Regions from separate parts of the Mus musculus genome. Here region 1 is linked to region 2. The links are chromatin contacts, called in public Hi-C maps. All regions are on one chromosome and are shown on one strand. Each heading gives the region's core, a stretch centred on a gene start, on an enhancer-like site or on the middle of the called end of the contact. The rest is flanking DNA. Distances are from core to core; before and after follow the strand shown. Region 1 holds the start of Wdr78 (WD repeat domain 78). Region 2 overlaps Wdr78 (WD repeat domain 78).

The links. Hi-C and Micro-C count contacts between places; a contact is called where the count stands out from the background.
Region 1: a Hi-C map of double positive thymocytes shows a contact between it and region 2, with 1.6 times the contacts expected there. The contact joins the promoter of Wdr78 here to the enhancer-like site in region 2. A contact is called at or near these places in 1 of 15 datasets of contacts at CTCF or cohesin (thymocytes), 5 of 484 Hi-C or Micro-C datasets (DN3 thymocytes, the P5424 cell line and double positive thymocytes), 6 of 115 datasets of contacts at active chromatin or transcription factors (CD8 T cells, the SCID.adh cell line, double positive thymocytes and 1 more) and 1 of 9 other capture datasets (adipose tissue).

What each region holds. Positions count from the first base shown.
Region 1 is chr4:103,112,906-103,115,766 of GRCm38.p6, forward strand. Wdr78 (WD repeat domain 78) reads right to left here and starts at 1,394. Exons shown (of 17, transcript NM_146254.4): 1 at 1,205-1,394. The coding sequence starts at 1,251. It also overlaps a transcript of Mier1 not described here.
Region 2 is chr4:103,063,328-103,066,544 of GRCm38.p6, forward strand. It overlaps Wdr78 (WD repeat domain 78), which reads right to left. Exons shown (of 17, transcript NM_146254.4): 9 at 2,933-3,159; 10 at 1,137-1,223. Among named protein-coding and RNA genes, the nearest start is that of Insl5, 38 kb to the left of the region's middle. Within about 2 kb of position 1,789, at least 12 of the 459 cell types and tissues checked have an H3K27ac peak or open chromatin away from gene starts, as enhancers often do. A contact at or near this core is called in the P5424 cell line, the SCID.adh cell line and double positive thymocytes, where this site is marked.

The sequences.
Region 1 (2,861 bases), core at 144-2,643, 49 kb after region 2:
AGTGCAAGGGTTGCAGTTTAATGAACTGGGATGGCTGCGGACTGGAAACAAAGGGGCAGTAAATTACAGCGCTGAGGATGAATTTCGAGCACACTGGGTGTAATTGCTTCAGTTTTGTTTTCTTGAGAGAGATCTTGAAGAGATAAGAAAACTTGTGAATCATGCATATACTTAACTTTGAAAGGCACAAGGCAACAACGAAGTGAACCACCTGCCTCCACAACACATATTTAGGAAGGAGACAGATTAGTAAACTATTTTGAAAAAGAAGGCCAGGCCAGGTGGCCCAAGCCTTTATTTAATCCCAGCACTTTCAAACCAGTTCCATATCAGCCAGGGCTACACAGGGCGAAAGACCCTGATCTATAAACACAAACAGACATTGATACATAACAGCAGAAACTAGCCACGAGCCTAGTGAAGATTGAAAAATGTCCTATTAGCTAACTGAAGCATTTCAAAACTCAGTAAAGTAAGTGGTCATTTAGATCAAAGCTGGTGACTGGCTAGTTAACAACTAAAGTGCCAACCGACTGTTGTAAGCTATTGGAAAGCGCTTTTTCGGAGAAGCGATGTAAGGCTGAGCACTTAACTCAAGGGCAAATGCAAGGCTCTCTCCTCAGAACTTTCAGTAAGTTCAAAGGGCGAATTAGCTGAGAGGATGTTGGAAGAAAAGATGTGGCTGCTCTGGGAAGACCGCAAAACCACTGAAATGTTCGAGCATGAAAGGGGGAATATTTTAATGAAAATTCAAACCACTTCCAAGTTCAACGCCACACGAGTCCACATTATCTTTGGGCCTTTCTCCTAGCTTAGCGGCATGAACTAAGCAGTTAAGAGTCTTAAGGTAAGCTGGCAGAAAGAGATGAAAAAAAAAAATCCTCTGCTGGCGTACATATTAAAATTAGCTTTGGTTGCTCAGAGACCAAGGAGCCAGAACACGAGACAGCTTGGAAGTTGAGAGACCTAATGAAAGAATACAAGAAAAAGCGCTTGGAAGAAATAGGCAGGGTGGTCCTCGACAAACTCCGGTCTAGCACGGCAGCGGGAGTTTTTACACAGACCGAATCAAGCCAGAGGATCCGGCGCTGCCTGGGGGGCTCCGCGGGATCGAATGCGTTGGGAACCCCTTTCCAAACCGAAGGGCTGGCTGTCTCTCCGGGATCTAGAGGAACGGGCCACACGGATCTAGTGCGGAACTTACGCGGCGAAGCTGGCCTGCTTGCGGGTGCTCGTCGGAGAGCTATGCATGGTGGTGACTTTTTAGACCAGGGCTCGGCGCCCCCTTCCCCAGCAGGTTCGGCGATGCCCGGACTCCCAACTGCCCGCTCAGCAGCTCAGGAATGTTTGCCGGGCGCCATGGCGACCGCGGAGCCTGGCTCAAGAAGCGGCCGCGCGGTTGGCTGGCCGCTCGAGGTGGAGGAGGAGGGCGGAGGCGGAGGGGAGGGTAGAGGGTTGGTGGAGCTGGAGGAAGCTCGGGCGACGATTCGGAGGAGGCGGGCGGCCCAGGCCCTAGGCCCCTCCCAGGCTGCGAGTCTCCCGGCTGCAGGCGGATGGATGGGGCGTCTCCAGGCGGCGGCGGCAGCAGCGGAGGCGGCGGCAGCAGCGGCGGCTGTAAGTGCAGCCTCCACAGACCATCTTACCCATCCTTCGATCGGGAACCGGGGCCCCAGGGGCGCTCGCAGTCTCCTTTTCCCCACTTCCCCTCCCCCCACGGGAGAGCGCCGCCCGGAAGACTCCTAACTTCCGGGGCGGGGCTGCCCGAGTGTACCGGGAGGGCTGGCGGCTTGGAGGCGCTGCCGTCTGGCGCGCATGCGTAGTTTCCGCCCCGCCCCTCCCCGGTCTTTCGGCCTTCGCGGTGGCGGCGGCGGCGCCCAATCTTCGCCGCTTCCGCGGCGCGCCGGGATTACGCTGCGGAGTGAGTTTGCGGGGCGGGCAGGCCAGCTCCCGCCCTTTTCGGTCGGCCCTCGCTCCGCGGCAGGGGTGTGGCTTCCTGGCCACTCCCCCGTGGCTCCACCTCTGTGCCCCTGATTTCTCTAGCTGTCCAGCCAGTTGAGGTTGGCTCTCTTAGCAGAGCATCCCTTGAGGTGATAGGCGCAACCTGGGTCAACCTGCCGTTGTCGGAGGGAGCTAGAGGGGCGAGAGACTCAGAGACAGCATTGCAGGGAACCAGCCGCTCCCAGTGCCTATCTCCCCCGCGAGTGGCCTTATTCTTTTAGCTTGTAATGTAGATGCTTGCTGGCCTGGTTCCCATCTCTGGTCCTTGCATGTTGTGTGACCTTGGGCAAGTCTCTTCCCCCACTCCCGGGGAGGGCTTCAGTTTTTCTATTAAACCTCAATTTTTGTAATTTTGCAGAAGACCTTAGGCAATTTTAAGACCAGCTAGGTTTCTAAGACCGCTTAACGGAGATGACCCGGAATTGACTAGACTTTTCTCAAATCATGGGTGAAATACAGAAATGTAATTATTGGGTTCTTTGTAATCTTTAGCATTGCTTATAAATTGCAGGACTCAATCTTTGTTTCATTTTGCTGAAATTCCCACGGGGCGGTTGACCTGGTTCTGGGACATCTTTTGAAAATGTGAGACTGAGTGAGCTTGAGGTAACTGTCTCTGTCTCTTTGCTACTGAGGCTTTCTTTCCTTTAATCCAGATGGTGTGGTGGCTCGATTCTCCCAGTGCCTGGCTGAGTTTCGGACGTGGTTAAGAACCAACTGGTTGAGGTTCAATGCAGACAAGACGGATGTGATGCTGGTAGGCAAGGGCACGACTGGAGATGAAGGGAGGGCAAAGGCAAGCTCCCTCATGTAATAAAAACATGATTATTGTCTGTGCTGGTGTTGTAGGCGTGCTAATGGCC
Region 2 (3,217 bases), core at 539-3,038:
AAATCAGATTCTATCTTAGACTACTAACTCTTTTTCAGTAGCTGAGTGGAGTGCTCTGTTCCTATCACTAAGCCCCTGGATGGCATGTGCTGTTTCCAAAGGGTCTTCAATACTTTTATACTTAGCTGTAGTAACACAGGAAATAAAAGATACTTGGAATATATTGTGTGAAGTCATAAATGATTTCCCTTTACCCTATGTTAAATAAGAACAAATTGCTATTATTATGAATTTAAACAAAAGAAAAAAATGAGGACAAGGGAGATGGTTCTGTTGGTAAAGTCCTTGCCTTTTCAAGTCGGAAGACCTGAATTCAATTCCCAGAAGCCATAGACAAACATGGGTTGCTGATGGCGTGTATTTTTAATTGGTAGGCAGAGACAAGGGGATCTTGGGCTAGCTGGACAGCCTGACCCTCTTACTTAATAAGCTCCAAGCCAACAACTGAATAGCTCCAAATGAGTGAGAGACCCTGACCCCCCAAAAAACAAGCTTTTAGCCAGGCATGATGGTGCATGCCTTTAATCCCAGCACTCGGGAGGCAGAGGCAGGTAGATTTCTGAGTTCGAGGCCAGCCTCGTCTACAAGGTGAGTTCCAGGACAGCCAGGGCTATACAGAGAAACCCTGTCTCAAAAAAACAAACAAACAAACAAAAACCAAAAAAAAAAACACAAAAAAGACAAGCTTTGACTCCAAGATAGCAACATCTAGGCCTGTGTGCTCTGACCTACACACACATACACACACACATTTGCACCTGCATATGTGCACTTATACATATGAACACACATATGAAAGAAAGTGAAAAGTTTTGACTGATAAAATGGTCTGGACTTTGCTGAATTATTATTATTAATTTTTAAAGATTTATTTATTTTATGTATGTGAGTACCCTGTTGGTCTCTTCAGACACAGCAGAAGAGGGCATCAGATCTCATTACAGATGGTTATGAGCCACCATGTGGTTGCTGGGAATTGAACTCAGGACCTCTGGGAGAGCAGTCAGTGCTCTTAACCGCTGAGCCATCTCTCCAGTCCCTGGACTTTGCTAAACGATTATACACAAGTACACAGTGTACAAACACCGTGTCCACATTTAACTAAATAAAAGGATGCTTGTTCCTCTTTGGGTTACCATGGGGTTCTTTATTGACCAGCAGCAGGCCATTCCTTTTTTTTGTTCTCTAAATCCAAAGTTTCCATAGCCAACAGCCAAAAGGTCCTAAAACACAAAACAAGACACTTGAGAGGATGACAGGAAACTGTAGCCAACGCATGCAGGTGCTTACTAACAGACTGTTTACAAACACTGCTAAGACAGAGGGCAAGGTCAGGAGCTGGGGCTGCAGCTGGGGCACTCGCTTAGTATACAGAAGGTTCTGAGCTTAAAGTACACTAAATATCTATTTCAAAGATGCAGTTACTCCTGAGATGCTATTTGGAATGTCTAGTTGGGAAATACCTTTTGAAGTATTTTGTAAAACCCAGGAGAACACCAGCTTTGTTACTGTATACATAGTCTCCTTTAACAACAAATAAACCAGCCTCCAGCTCAGTGGTTCTTAACCTTCCTAATGCTGTGACCCTTTAATACAGTTCTTCATGTTGTGGTGACCCTGTAGTAATGAAAATTACTTTCATTGCTACTTCATAGCTATAAGTGTGCTACTTTTATGAATCATAATGTAAATATCTGCGTTTTCTGATGATCACTTGGAGGGAGGGGCACAACCCACAGATTGAAACCCACTGCCCTAGTTTATCTGCCTCAAGATGACGTTGGAGCTTCTCTGGCCAGATGTCTGCACCTGAATTCTGGCAGCTCCATTTCCTGTTTGGGTGAGGTTGGAGAAATTGCTTATCATCTTGGTGCCTCAACCAAGTGGATGGTCTGACTCAGCACGAGGCTAGAGAGGTAGATGGGCAACTAAAAGCATGTTCTGCTCTTCCAGAGGATCTGAGATCGCTTTCCCAGGACCCACACTGTGCTCACGAACACCTCTCACTCCAGCTCCAGTGGATCAGTAGCCTTTGTCTTCCTAGGACATTGCGCTCACATGTGCATATTCACAAACACACATACACATCATTTAAAAGGATAAAATTAAAATCATAAGAAAATACTTTAAGTAGTACCTGGTATGTATGAAGTGCTGCCTATGCATCTAATGATATCAATAACATTATTACTAAGGAAGCTCACGAGTGGTTTACATATTGGCATGATCACTGGATTAAGTATACCCTTCCAGCTATGACAGCTTGGAGGAGAATAATTTAGGGATACGACTTTCAGATAAATAAGCCAACCACACACCATTTTCTAGTATAGATCACATCATCCGACATGGATTTAGCGGATACCATGTGGCCAGCACACGCTTAAAATAAAGATGTTAATATGTTTATATGTAAGGAGAAATATGCAACTATTTGCATTTTCTCCTTTTTCAAATATAAATTTTGTTCAGAGATATTTTAAAAGTAGGTGTTATATAGCCAGGCAAAACTCTTTTGCCCAAGTCTGAATAAACACACACACACACACACACACACACACACACACAGACCAAGCAAAACCCCTCCATTTTAGAATTCGCCAGTAAGAACCAGCAAGGTGGTTCATTGAGTAAAAGCATTTGCTGCACACACCCAATGACCTGAGTTCGATGTCTGGAACTCACAAAAAGCTAGAGACGGGAGAATAATCTGAAATTCTGGCTAGCTAGCCCGGAGAACACAGGGCAGCAGAAATGAGAAACCCTGCCTCCGTGAGTTGAAAGTAGAGAACTGAGTCATGACAGTTGTCCTCTGGATGCATGTGCGCACACATACACACACTATACGCATACATATGAAATAAATAAAAATTTACAAAAGAATTGCAGCTTAAGCGCTAGACTTGGGCTGTTACAGCATTTGGTGACTTACTGGGTTTGCTTTATTCCAGGAAAGGCTGCTCACGTTGAGGCCTTTCGTTAAGTCACAGGAGAAAGACCAGAGCCGTTCCAAATTAGCCGGTATTGTTGACTGTTCCGTAGCTATCTCTAGCTCTAGTTCCATTTCCACTTCTTCTTCATCTTCCTTCTTCGGCTCGTCCTCTGCTACCTTAAGATTTTCCACTTGCAAAGTTTCTTCAGGCTCTTCAGGTTCGTGTTCTTAAGTTAAGCCAGACATGTCATTACCCTCTGCACCAACAGGGCAGAGCCTGCCAAA